Linked DNA regions of Sus scrofa: all the other regions are linked to region 3. Evidence: chromatin contacts called from public HiChIP or PLAC-seq and promoter capture Hi-C data. All regions are on one chromosome and are shown on one strand. The core of a region is the stretch at or near the end of the contact, and the rest is flanking DNA. Distances in the headings are between cores, read along the strand shown.

Evidence for each region. Promoter capture Hi-C pulls out the DNA fragments that hold promoters and counts their contacts. HiChIP or PLAC-seq counts read pairs in DNA pulled down with a chosen protein or histone mark.
Region 1: an H3K27ac HiChIP or PLAC-seq map of alveolar macrophages shows a contact between it and region 3. The contact joins the promoter of CRADD here to the promoter of LOC110260797 in region 3. A contact is called at or near these places in 2 of 2 datasets of contacts at active chromatin or transcription factors (alveolar macrophages and skeletal muscle).
Region 2: a promoter capture Hi-C map of liver shows a contact between it and region 3, with 5 times the contacts expected there. The contact joins the promoter of MRPL42 here to the promoter of LOC110260797 in region 3. A contact is called at or near these places in 1 of 5 promoter capture datasets (liver) and 2 of 2 datasets of contacts at active chromatin or transcription factors (alveolar macrophages and skeletal muscle).
Region 4: an H3K27ac HiChIP or PLAC-seq map of alveolar macrophages shows a contact between it and region 3. The contact joins the promoter of SOCS2 here to the promoter of LOC110260797 in region 3. A contact is called at or near these places in 1 of 47 Hi-C or Micro-C datasets (fibroblasts) and 2 of 2 datasets of contacts at active chromatin or transcription factors (alveolar macrophages and skeletal muscle).

The regions. Positions count from the first base shown.
Region 1 is chr5:89,478,843-89,481,777 of Sscrofa11.1, reverse strand. CRADD (death domain-containing protein CRADD) reads left to right here and starts at 1,364. Exons shown (of 5, transcript XM_021092769.1): 1 at 1,364-1,764. LOC100738154 (a long non-coding RNA gene) reads right to left here and starts at 2,354. Exons shown (of 2, transcript XR_303634.3): 1 at 2,106-2,354.
Region 2 is chr5:89,660,177-89,663,278 of Sscrofa11.1, reverse strand. It overlaps MRPL42 (39S ribosomal protein L42, mitochondrial), which reads left to right and starts at 1,504. Exons shown (of 6, transcript XM_013998085.2): 1 at 1,504-1,656.
Region 3 is chr5:88,769,342-88,772,564 of Sscrofa11.1, reverse strand. LOC110260797 reads left to right here and starts at 1,656. Exons shown (of 3, transcript XR_002344257.1): 1 at 1,656-2,418. CEP83 (centrosomal protein of 83 kDa) reads right to left here and starts at 1,859. Exons shown (of 18, transcript XM_021092763.1): 1 at 1,372-1,859.
Region 4 is chr5:89,582,616-89,585,773 of Sscrofa11.1, reverse strand. SOCS2 (suppressor of cytokine signaling 2) reads left to right here and starts at 1,305. Exons shown (of 2, transcript NM_001097461.1): 1 at 1,305-1,542. The coding sequence starts at 1,404.

The sequences.
Region 1 (2,935 bases), core at 115-2,614, 710 kb before region 3:
CTCATGGTTCCTAGTCGGATTCCTTAACCACTGCGCCATGATGGGAACTCTAGGCATGTTTTAAAAATAGGTAGTTTTATATGGGTTTTTTTAGTTGGTGGTGTTAATAATTGTTTCAGCCTTATCATATGTTTGAAAATTATCAAATTTTACAGTTGGAAAAAATAATTTTTTTTCCTCCCCCCAAAGTCAGTAACCTCAGCTATTGGCATTGTCAGAAGAACTCTGCATTTTATCTGGAATGTTGCTAACACCTGTCCATAAACAGAAGGAGACTCTCTGAGAAAAGAACAGCAAAAGAACAAAAGAAGAAGAGGAGAGTGGAGACAATACCTGTTACTCAAGAGTATCAAGAGTAGAGGTGGCACCAATTATTTACTAGCATTTTTCTGTCATTAGAAGAGCAGACTTTTCACCATACAGGGATGTGAGATGTTCTCTATACTGGAAAGAGCATGAAATCAGACGGAGCGAATGAACTCAGGTTTTGCTATTTGTTAGCTGTGAGGTTTTGGTTAAGACACCTGACCACTTTGATTCCACAGTCCTCACATATGTAAAATGCTAATTATACTACTTTTCACCCAATGTAAAAATAGTGTCACTGGCATAGTAAAATGGCATATTGGTATAGTAACACTTTAAAGTGGTTACAAAAATTAGAACGTTTCAAAGAGGTTTAGAATTGCTTTCCATTTCTGATTCAGTTTGCCGATGTTTACTAGTCATTCTTCCATGTTCAGATCTTCAGTCTTTCTAATAATCGTGAAAGTCCTCAATGCCTCATGACAAATGCCTTTCTGTCCAGAACAGCTCGCGGATTGCTTTAATGAATTCCTACCTGATTGACTTGTAAACTCTTTGTGGGCAGACCCTTGTGATATAAAGGAATGACTGCAATTAGTGGGGGGTAGGGGTTGGGGATGGACTGGGAAACATGATAAACGAATGATTAAGTAAAAATTTTAGTAAGATGGTGATATGTGCTTCAGATAAAATGAAGCTGTAAGAGGGATGGGGAGGGCAGAAGGTGAATATTGCAATTTTAAAAGGCATGGTTGAGGAAGCTGCAATTTTATTTTATTTATTTTTTTAATTGTCTTTTTGCTTTTTCTGGGGCTGCTCCCTCGGCATATGTTGGTTCCCAGGCTAAGGGTGTAATCGGAGCTGTAGCCACCGTCCTAAGCCACAGCCAGAGTCACGCGGGATCCCAGCCGCCTCTGCGACCTACACCACAGGTCAGGGCAACGCCGGATCCTTAACCCGCTGAGCGAGGCCAGAGATCGAACCCTCAACCTCATGGTTCCCAGTCGGATTCCTTAGCCACTGCGCCACTACAGGAACTCCAGGAAGTTGCAAATTTAAATAAGAGTGATCAAGGAAGGTCTCCCTGATAAGGTAACTTTCGAAACCTGACTATCTATTACGTCAATTGAGTACAAAGCCCTGGTGGAGTTACTGTGTTAAAATACAATTATCCAGTGACTCCTTTCCTAAGCGAAGGTACGTTTTCCATCTCCAGAAGGTTTCAGTATTTACCCACAGCAAACATGGCGGAAAAGGCTTCATCCGAACACACTCGGGCCACCAATAAAGAGGGCCACAGCGCTTCCTGTGTTTGCCCTTAACAAAGATGGCTACAACACTTCCTGTTCAGGGCTCTTGCCTTCAACAAAGATGGTGCCCATGGTACAGGTTCCCTGACTGTCTGGATTCCGGTTGCAGTTTGTTCTGTTTTGTTTTTAAAGATACGTGTTTGCAGACGTAAGTAACAGGAAACCAGAACCCCCGTATCCATCTTTTCTCAAAGACCCCGCGTCGTGGCATCTGCAGCCTGGGCCCTGCAAGCCCCCCCACCGTCCCGCCCCGTGACTTGCTCGCGGCGTCCCCGAGCCCGCGGGGTCGGGGTGACGGGGTGACGCTCTCCCCTCGGGCTCCCCTGCAGACCATTCCCAGCACTCCCTTTTTAGTGGGTCAGGTTGCCTAGAAAATCTTTCGTAGTTCTTCCTGTTGTTAATGCCACAGAGCTTGAGCTGGCAGGGCAAGGAATAAAACGAAGTCCCAAACGAGTAGGAGTTGCCCAAAGTGCACACCGCCCTGCTTACCTGCCGCCCCTCGGGGTCGCCCGCTGTGGTGGTACTTTCTGTGGGTGTTGTGAAGCCCCGTCGGCCGCCCCGGCCTCCCCTCTCCGCCACTTACTCTCCTGGCTGGCCCTCTGTTCACTGCTGCAGTGGTCTTGGAAGCAAGCCATCAATGGCCTGTGGACATTTTTTTTTTTCTTTTAAAGGAAACAAACACACCCATTAAATATCCCATGCATGTGTGGCCGTGGCAGTGTTGTGATGGAGGTTTGGAATTCTTCCAGGGAAGGGCTGGAGTCTGTGATTAGGTGTAAGGTTTACTGTAGACTGGGCAGGAATGTTTAATGTTTTCCTTGAAGGCCTTTTCTCTTGGTGAAAAAGATTCTTAAACGTATGGTACCCCCACAGGTTTCTGGCCTCACCCCCACTGCGGATCAGGTTCGGCACATGCCCTGGGTCTAAAGGATACCCACATGGATATCAGCAGTTTCTGCCGTGATGGGGTTATCTCTGATGAAGGCAATGTTAAAATAAAAAGCACTGTTTCTTCTCAAGCATGCTAAAATGAAATGCTCCTCTGTTATCCTCAGAAAAAAATTGCTTTTAAAGTAGGGTCTCTGATCCACTTTTTTTCCCAATCTCTTTATGGAACAAGACTGGAGCTAGGACCTCACTATGTAGAGAGCAAAAACAAAGGGCATGATTCATGCTCAGGGCTGTTCATCACGTTCAGGAACATTGGAAATTAATTCAGCTCGGCTTAACAGCTGCGTATGAAACACCGTGGCCTGGCACTCTGCTAATTTTCAGAGACGTCCTTGACCTTAAGGAGTTTGCATTGTAAGAGCCTTTTT
Region 2 (3,102 bases), core at 255-2,754, 890 kb before region 3:
TTCTGGTCTGAGCTTTGTGAACTTTTCTGGCTCCACTAAGTGAGTCTGTGTAGTGGTCTGCAGTCTTCACTCTCATCAAGATGGGTCCTGTGGAATTATCTTTTGTCGTCCCTCTTCCGCTTTGCACAGTGAATGTTTGACAAGTCCAGTTGATTGTTCATTCAAATGTGTTTCTCCTCTATCTCTTCCTACAGCATAGTCTGGAAAGACATCACGGGGTGGCTTTGAAGGATGGACAGTATTTGAAGGGACAGAGATGGGTCCTCACTGTGGGCTTTTACAGGAGCAAAGATGAGCAACAGAACCAAACTGAGGGTCTGTGGTAAGTGAGGAGAGACACCACAGCACTCCACATTTATTTTTCTTTATTGTGCATTTATATTTTCTTATTTTCAATATTAATCACTTCAAGACTAAGGTCCTTAAATGTTTGAGAGGTTTATCAACCCCCTTGATTACATGACAAAAGCTATGAATCCTTTTCAGAAAAATGTGTGTAAATCCGAATTTTGCTGATCATGGGGGAAAGATATTCCCAGGCTAAACCGTACCAGTCAATCACCTACTATCTTTTTTTTTTCTCCTTTGGCCTCCCTGAGTTATATGGATTCCTGGGCCAGGGATCATATCCGAACCACATGTGACCTATGCCACAGGTGGGGCAACATAGGATCTTTTAATCCACTGTGCTCGGCAGGGGATCAAACCTATGTCCTACCTCTTCAAAGACACTGCTAATCCCGTTTGCACCACAGTGGGAACTCCAATCATTTACTGTCTTGAATACCTGCAGTGTTACTTAACTGTTTTACTCATTCAGCAAATATTAGAAGCCTACAATGAGGCTAAACCAAGTTCTAGATGTTGGATTTATCTATCATATAGAAGGAAACAGATACCCGATCCTCCCTGCCTTCATGGATCTTGCCTTCTTGCATAATGGACAAACATTAAACAAGGAAACAAAGAATAACGTAGTCATATAATGGTAAATGTAATAAAAAAAGAAAGGAGGGCAATGGGACAAGGGCAGGTGAGGCTATTTTAATAAGGTGGTCCTCTCTTGAGATGATATTTGAGTAAGACCTTCACAGAGTAAGTCAGTAGTCACGAGAAGAGGTGTGAGAAGAGCTTTGCTGGCAATGAGAACAAAATGCAAAGGTCAGGGGGCCTTTACTTCCCTCTAAGATACAAGACAAGGTCCAGGATTTCTGCACAAGTCTTCCACCCATAATGAATAACCAGCAGAGTTCTTAGAACAGACAGCTGGGCTTTTAGGTCGAAAGGTCGCGCATTTCCCCACTTCAAACGTCAAATCTAACCCCGCCCCCTCTTCAGTTCGTCTCTGAAATGTCATTTCCCCCAGGAAATCTTAACTTATCCAAGGAGGGATCTACAGTCCCTCTAATTATTAGTATAAACTTTAAAAACAGTGCTTAGTACTTTCTAACAAGTAATTTCGGTTTTTTGAGTAACTCCGGTAATATCGCAGGCAAACTGCTGCAACTAAACGCGGGATCACGTTGCACCCGTAGCTCTTTTCGGCCGAGACTACATTTCCCAGAGTGCCCCGCGGGCCAGGAAGGAGCGTGGAGCCGGGTCTCCCGTGACCCCGGTGGAAGCAAGATGGCGGGCTCGTGGTGAGCAGAAGTCAAGGTAACTGCTTCCCCCCCACTCCTCCTCCCATTTAGGAATCCCTAGAAACTGGACAGGCCCAGGTTTATCGGCAGATGTCAGGTCTCCTACCTGTCGTTCGCAACAGGATAAATAAAGCCTCTGGCGTCACCAGACTCGGTCTGTCCGGCGGAAGGGCCCGCGTGTGGCTTCTTGTGGGGGCTCGCCTCCAGGTCGAAGGTGCTAAACCTCCATACCTCTGAGGCTCTCCGCAGCTTGGGCTTCAGGGTTGAATTCCGGGCCAAGGGAGTTATTCTCTGCATTGCTCTCTGGGGTGAATAATCTGACCTCTGGGTCTCGGACAGAAGGGACCTAATGTCCTTTAAGTTGTTCCTCGTTTCGTGGGCACAAGATAAGGGTTTGCGGTCCACCTATCAAGCAGCGCTAAAGTGGGAAGGTAAACCATTTGACCTCTCTGAGCCTCTATTCTTAATATTTAAAATGGAGATGACTACTTCACGGACCTGTGAAAGAGCATGTAATGAATAGGAAAATGGGTTGTAAACTGTAAAAAGCACACTGTAGGAACTCGGGTGGCACTGCTGATATACGCTCATCAATCAACCTGCATAATTTAGCAAATAAGACTGATAAAATACGATTTTATCACCATGCGGGTGTTGGGGGGGGTAAAGTCATCGAGGTCATTTGCAAACAAGGGATGTATGTCATTTATTCACAACAGCCCTGGTAGTTTTTGGTTGTTTTTCCCCATTTTACTGTGGAAGGAGCAGAGGGTTATTGCCCAAACTTGCCCAGTTTGTAAGTGATTGATTCTAAAATTATTGGAAGCAAGTTAAATTTTTTACTTTAGTTTCTTCATGAATGAAAATAAATATACCTCTTCCGATTAATATGAGAGCAAAATAAATGATGGTGGAAGCACCTTGGAAAGTTAAAGAACTTTGAAGAGACGAAATTGTATTTGGGACTTTATGTGTTTATATGCATTCTTCTAATATTTAATAAGTATTCAATAAGCCAAGGCTAGGCCTTCTCGTTTAACATTTCATTTAGTCAGAAACAGAATACCACCTTAAGAGGTGTAAGAAGATCTTGTGTATGGTACCTGGGAGGGTTGTACACAGACATAAGAGCTTTATGAAAGGAGAATTCCCAGTGTAGCCTGTGTGAGTGACTGTTTCTAAGAGTTATTTACACATTGGCTGAGCACTCATTGAATGGAAGGAACTACACTAGGTACTGAGAAATTAGCATTTAAGGAAAAGAGTAGTGGACATAATGCTGGGGTTTTTAATCTTATATTTTGAGGATGTTGCTCTTTGTCCTGTGTTGCATGGGAATGGAAAGTTGTTTATTTTTATTGTTATTTTTACAGCCACACCCGTGGCATATAGAAGTTTCCAGGCTAGGGGTCAAATCGGAGGGGTCAAAACAGCTGCCAGCCTACGCCACAGCCACAGCAGT
Region 3 (3,223 bases), core at 407-2,906:
CTAACTACAGGCATAATCATTCCATTGTGCTTCACTTTACTGCATTTCAGACAGTGCCTATTTGACATATGCAGGTTTGTGTGAACCCTGTGTTGTCCTACGATGGTTAGCATTTTTAGCAATAAAGTAGTTTTAAGTAAGTATTTTTTTTTAAAACATAATGCTACAGTACATTTAAGACTACAGTATGGCGTAAATATAATCTTTAAATGCACTAGAAAACAAAAAGATTCCCGTAATTCGCTTTATTGCAGCGGTCTGAAGCCAAAATCATGGTATCTGCAGAGTATGCCTGTAATTGCCATACAAATAATATCATTAAGGGTTCAGTAAGTAGAGAAAGGGTGAGGATATTGACTACACTAAGGTTTAAACACCACCTGTGGACAATAAGGGTTTCAAATCTCCCAATGCTCTGTTACCTGATTTGATAAAACTCCTGAATACAACCATACTTCATCTCAAAGAAAGGAGAGCACCCCACATACTCCGACCCCCCAAAAATCAAAGGGTAACTCATATCCATTTGCAACTCTCTGGAGAGTCCTACACGACTCTGCAATTTAAAGCATTCTAATAATTCTAAACAAAATGAGTTTGAAATCACGGCTCAGTACAGAAAGTGAGTATGAACTGTAACCACCGAGAGGTTAAACCCATGAATTTACAGAATTCTGAATCTGGATAATTGTAGGCTAGCTACATTTAATTATATTCTAGTTGAATATTAGGCTTGTTTACAGAGATGTTGCTTGGTAACAGAAGCAGTGCTTTAACAACCTACTCAGTTTTAGACCTACCCAAGTGTTTTGTGCTCGAAGTCTGGACACATGAACTATACACTACACATGAGAAACTAAGTGCAAGTTTCTTGTTATCCTGGACAACTTCGAGGTTTTACTGAAACAATTTCATCACTACAACTAAGCTTTTACAATACCTGGAAGTGGGCATTTTTAGGAGGTAAGTAGCCATGTATTTTAGTCTTCGACACTAAGTATAGACCCAAGTGTCCACTCAAGCATGCACTCACATACTCTAACATCAGCTCTGTAGCGACGGCCAACGTCACTGTTAGAATCGTCTTCGGGGGCAATGAAAATGGTAGTAGCATCATTTTTTTTCACCACTGAATGTGGATACGTTCAGCCAGTTTTTAAGTTGGGTCTACGCAAGCACCACGCTGAAAAGCATTAAAGCTCCGTAAAGAGTTTCACGTGCATTTAACTGGCTGCAGAGCATTCGCACAGCCTACTTCTCTAACACTCGCTCCAACTGCTTTACGAAAATAGCAAAAGAAGAATTCAAGGGCAAGTTGTGAAGAAAAAAGACTCGAGCATTCTAAACCACGGACAAGGGGGCGTTACGTACCAGCTTCACCCACGGTCCTTGCAACGTGCGTGCAGCAATCTTAACAGTGACCGGTGTTGTGGCCGCACTCGCCAGGAGGACACCTCCACCGCTCCAGCCACAGGCACCCTCTACACTCTCCCCGCGGGGGCATCGGGGCCCCTGGAGGCGGCCCGGCACGCGGGGAGCTCGCCCCGCCCGCCACGCCTGGCGAGGTCTCGGCGGCCGCTCGCGGCGCAAGCTGAAGAGGAGGGACAGGAGGAGGAGCGCCGAGGGCGCCCGCCGGGCTCCGGACCCCGGGGGAAATGGGGGTTAGCCCAGGAGAGCGCCGAGGGCGGAGAGGGTGGCGGCCGCGGCGGCGGTGGAGAAAAGCCCCGCTCCTCCTCGGTGGACGCGACTTCTCAAGAGTGCGGGGCCGGGGCCAGAGCCGAAATCCAGCCAGGAAGCCACCCTCGGCCTGCCGCCCGCCGCCCCTCAAACCCGGCGGGGCGGAGTCTCTCGGGAGCTCTCCGGGCGCGCGAAGCAGGAAGTCCCGCCCCCACGCCGACGTCACGGACGCTGGCCGCGGCCGGAGGCGGTTAAGGGGAGGAGGGGAGCGGGCTGAGGCGGGAGCTGCGAGGGCCGCGCGGGAACGCCGCCGCTGGGCGGTACTCCGAGAGGGCTCTGGGGACCCGCAGAGATGCTCTGAGCTGAAGGAGCTGCACAGCTGGGGGCCGGCACTTGCTCCGGGGAGTCTGCGTGACGCGCGCGGTGGAGCGGGAAGCCGCTCTCCCTCGCCGCCTCCCCACGCCGCGTCTCGAGGGATTTCCCTCCGTTTCGCGCGTCTTCTTCCCTCTCCCGGCTCTCTCCGTCCTCTTTTCCTCCCTGAGGGCTCCTGCCGCCTCCCCCGCGTGCCTTCGTGCCGACCGTGCAGAGGTCATGGGTCCCGAGGTCTCCTGCCTGCACGCCGGCCGTGGCGCCTCGGCCCACGCGTGGGGAGCCGGCGCAGCCGGAGAGCAAACGGCCAGGTCAGGACCCGGCCTGGGCGCGAGTGCTTCCCGGCGCCTCCCGATCCAGACCCCACTCTGGGTACGTGGTGAACGACTTTAGGTTGCAAACTAGAGTTGGAAGACAGGGACGAGCTTTTGAGAGCCACAGTTCGATGCCGAGGGCTGAAAGAAGGTAGGAGTTCAGCCTTTCCGAGAGGGAGGTAGGAGATGGAGCTACCCTCCCTTCCCCCACGTTTGTCCCGAGCCTTGGTTGAGTTGTCTTACACCGTGTGACACAGCTTCTTCCCGCCGCCACCCCCCTCCTCCAGGGTGTCCAGGCTGTGTTAGGATGAGAAGGGCGACGGAGAGACGACCTTTTTTGTAGAAATGAGAGACGAGCAATTATATGGGACAGTGAGTTGGGTACTGGAGTATTGATGGATCTCCTAGATGAGGGAGATACCAGTGAACAGAATATAGAATACGGAAGCAATGCATGCGTGTTTAATATAATAATAGTAGCTCATAGCTGCCGAGCACTTACTGTTAACTACTGGAGCCCTTTTTCAGTTTCTCTTACTGAACTGTCTGTAAGATAGGTGCAATTACTATGATTTTTGCAACGTTACTCAAAGCCATTGGTAACGTTGGTATCAGTAAACCACATGTTACAGATCATTGGTCAGTGGGAAAAAGGTTATCTCAGGGATCACTAAACCCTGAGGTCAGGCTTTCCATGTTTCATTTACTAAATACCAGATGAATCAAGAATTTAAACGTAAAGAATGAAACATAAAAATACTATCAGGCAATGTAGGTGATTATAATCTTGAGCTGAGAAAGGGCTTTTCCAAGTATGAAGCAAGAACCAGAAACCGTAAAAGAAAAAAATTGATAAAAATTGA
Region 4 (3,158 bases), core at 56-2,555, 810 kb before region 3:
CCATCCAAATTAATAATCCTAATAACCTGATCTCCTGCTCCTCCCCACCCTCTCGCTCCCTCCCCGACTCCTTCCTCCCTCCCTCCTTTCCATCTCCTGGGTTGCGCCGGGGGGAAACCCAGCAGCTGCCCCGGGTCGGGGGTGTCCGAGCCTGGAGGGGGTGTTGGACCCTGGAGGGTCGAGGCGATGGTCCCCAGGGCTTATGTTTGCCCTCTGCGCCGAGAACTCCGGCCGCCCCCGCCGCCGAGCGCATGGCTCGTTACATCCCTAGGCATCTCGTTCCCAAATTAAAAGTCTACAGGGGAAACTCGGGCAGATACCCCTCCTCCCGGGCCCCTCCCGGCTCCCCCGCCCCAGGCCGGCTGGGGAGGCAGCCTGGTGCGGAGGCGGCGGCGGCGGCTGCCGAGGCGGAGGTAAGGGCTTGGCGTTTGTTGTCTAGCACGTCCTTCAGCGCTGGCTGCCGCCTGCTCTGCCGCGGCTCAGGTCGCGGCTCTGAGCCCCCGAGAGGGCTGCGCGCTCGGGCGGATTCCTCGACAGCGCCCGCGGCGGCAACGCAGCAGCAGCCGCATGGCCTTTGGAGCTGCAGCCACGGCGCCCCCCACCCCGACCCTAAGTGGGCGCCGGGAAGCTGGGGGAGGGGAGCGAGGCAGCCTCGGCCGCCGAGTCGCGGCGGCTCCCGCACCTCCGTGTCCCGGGCTGCCGGCTCTGCTCCAGGAGCCCCGCGGCGTCGTAGGGCGGGGAACTAGATTTGTGCTCGGCGCTTCCCCTTGGGGCTCCCCGCGGTGCAGAGTGTGAGATGGGAGCGCCAATTTGGGAACCTCTCCGGTTCTTTTAAATGTTTTCTACTTGTCCTTGACTAGGGCCTTGGCCTATTTACCACCGTAGCCGCAGGTGATTCTTTGCTCTTATAAATCTGCTAGTCTGCGAATTCAGCGAGCAGCCCTAGGCGGGAAAACACCCGGTCCCCACCCTCATCCTGTCCTCCCCCCCACCCCCCCAACTCTTGCGTCTCGAATCTTTGCTCTCTCTTTATCCTTTTTCTAGAACGGGCCAGGACAGTAACTGGTTGGGGTTAAATGGTGCAGGAGCACAGGCGCGGAGGAGTCCCCGGGATTTTCCACGTCCCTCCACCTACGCCCCAGCCGCAGGGGTCCGGTTCCGACTGACCCAACCCTCCACTTTCTCTTTGCAGGCAAACTGTGGGTGACCGCGCCTGCTGGGGACTTCACCATCCGTGCACTGGGACCCGGGGAAGAAGAACCAGAAGCTCCCCATCCCCTCCACCATTGCGGGGACTCCTCAGGGATTCGTTTTGGGGTTCTCACTGACTTCTAAGGACGCGTTGCCCCTCTCCGACCCCAGCTCAGGCGGCCACCTGTCTTTGCCACGGTGACCCTTCTCTCATGACCCTGCGGTGCCTCGAGCCCTCCGGGAATGGCGCGGAAGGGACGCAGAGCCAGTGGGGGACCTCGGGGTCGGCGGAGGAGCCGTCCCCAGAGGCGGCGCGACTGGCGAAAGCCCTGCGGGAGCTTAGTCACACAGGTAGGGATCGGATCGGCCGCGACGCGTGCGGGAAGGGGGTGCCTCCGCAAAGACACAGCGGATGGGGCTGTGCTGGCGAGGCTGGGAAGTGGGGCCGACTGGAGAAGCAGTAGATTGCCGTCCCCGCCCCTGGGCAGGGGCTCACGGGGAGGATGCCCACACGGCACTGAGTCCTTAGGAATGCGAAAAAAAAAGCGTGTTTCTCCAGGGACTCGAGAGGGCAAAGCGCGAGAAGGGCTCTTTGGAAATCGCCTCTTAGGGGCTAGAACCTCGGCTGTTTTTCCGCGGCTCTTTGGGGGGTCGGCACTAGGGCTCGGACCCTAGCCGGAGAAAGTGCCCGGCGCCTTTCCTGTGCACCGGGTGCGCGGGCGGCGAGTGGGCGCTGCGCTGCCCGAAGCTTCAGCTGCATCCGGCTCCCGGGCCCGGCAGCCGCTGCAGCCTGGAATCTTGGCCGCCAAGTTCAGGGACCGACAGATTGCCGCGCAGGCGGCTGCGGCAGAGCCGGAAAGGAGGAGGGTTGCGAAGCCTTCGACCAGAGTGGGCTTGCTTGTTTTAAGTGTAGTGGCTTTGAGCGGCTCCCTGTTGTCTCTCGGCATCTGAAAGAAGAAAAGATTGGAAAAAAAAAAAATCTGGCAAGCTAGCTCACTTTAAAATCTGGATCCTCAAAGCTTACGTTTGGGGCACAGTTGCAGTTTTGCTCTCGGGAGGAGAGGGAAAGTTTCCTTCACTTGAGGTTCCGGTCTTTCCGCGCAGGCCACGGGCTTTCCCTTCGCGGGAGGAACCAGCAAATTGCAGGTTTCCGAGCCTTTTTTTTTTTTTTTTTTTTTTGGGCGGCGGGGGTGGGGGGTGGAGGGGACGCGTGTTGGTCAGACTTTTAAAGTGCAGGCTGTCGCTAAGTCCATTTTAAGAACCTGATGGGCCCCGGGAGCTGAGCAGGCAGATCGAATCGAGAATGTTGGGGAGACCGACGGTTGTGATTGGGTTTGGATTAGGGCAAAGTCCAGGAGAGTTTATGCAAGACTGGAAACTTGAAGAAGTAATTATCAATTGTGCTTTCTCTCAATTTCTCAATGGCCGATAAGGTAGTTGTGGTCAAAGCAGCAAACAGAAGCTATGATACTTGAACTGCCCTTTGAAAACAAGTAAATAGAAGCACTTCCCAGACCTTTGGAAAGGGAGATGGACGCAGCCATTAACAGGTTTGGGGAGGGTGAGGATGGCCACGGACATCCAAAAAGTTGGTTTTTATTCTGTCAGAATTACTGGAGCTGGAAGGGCATGGCTTTAATTTCTAACATCTGACATTTAATTTACTTTAAATCTTGACTTGATTTCACTTGGTGGAGAAGCATCATGCCTGGTCAGCCAGTGTGTCATTTTGCAAACACTCTTTGTTGTTGTCGTTGTTGTTAGGAGGAAATCTTAGAGTTCGAAGAACAGTTACAGAAAGGTACTTTTTGAAAAAGAAAAGTGTCTCGCAGTTGGTTCCGCAAGCAAAATGGACCTACGTTTGCATTCAGTTTCTACAGAAAGTATTGATGGTAGCCTCTGGTAACCTTTCACTCACGCATTTCTTTCCAGAAGAATTGTTTCCAAGTACTTGCCCTCTTTTAGAA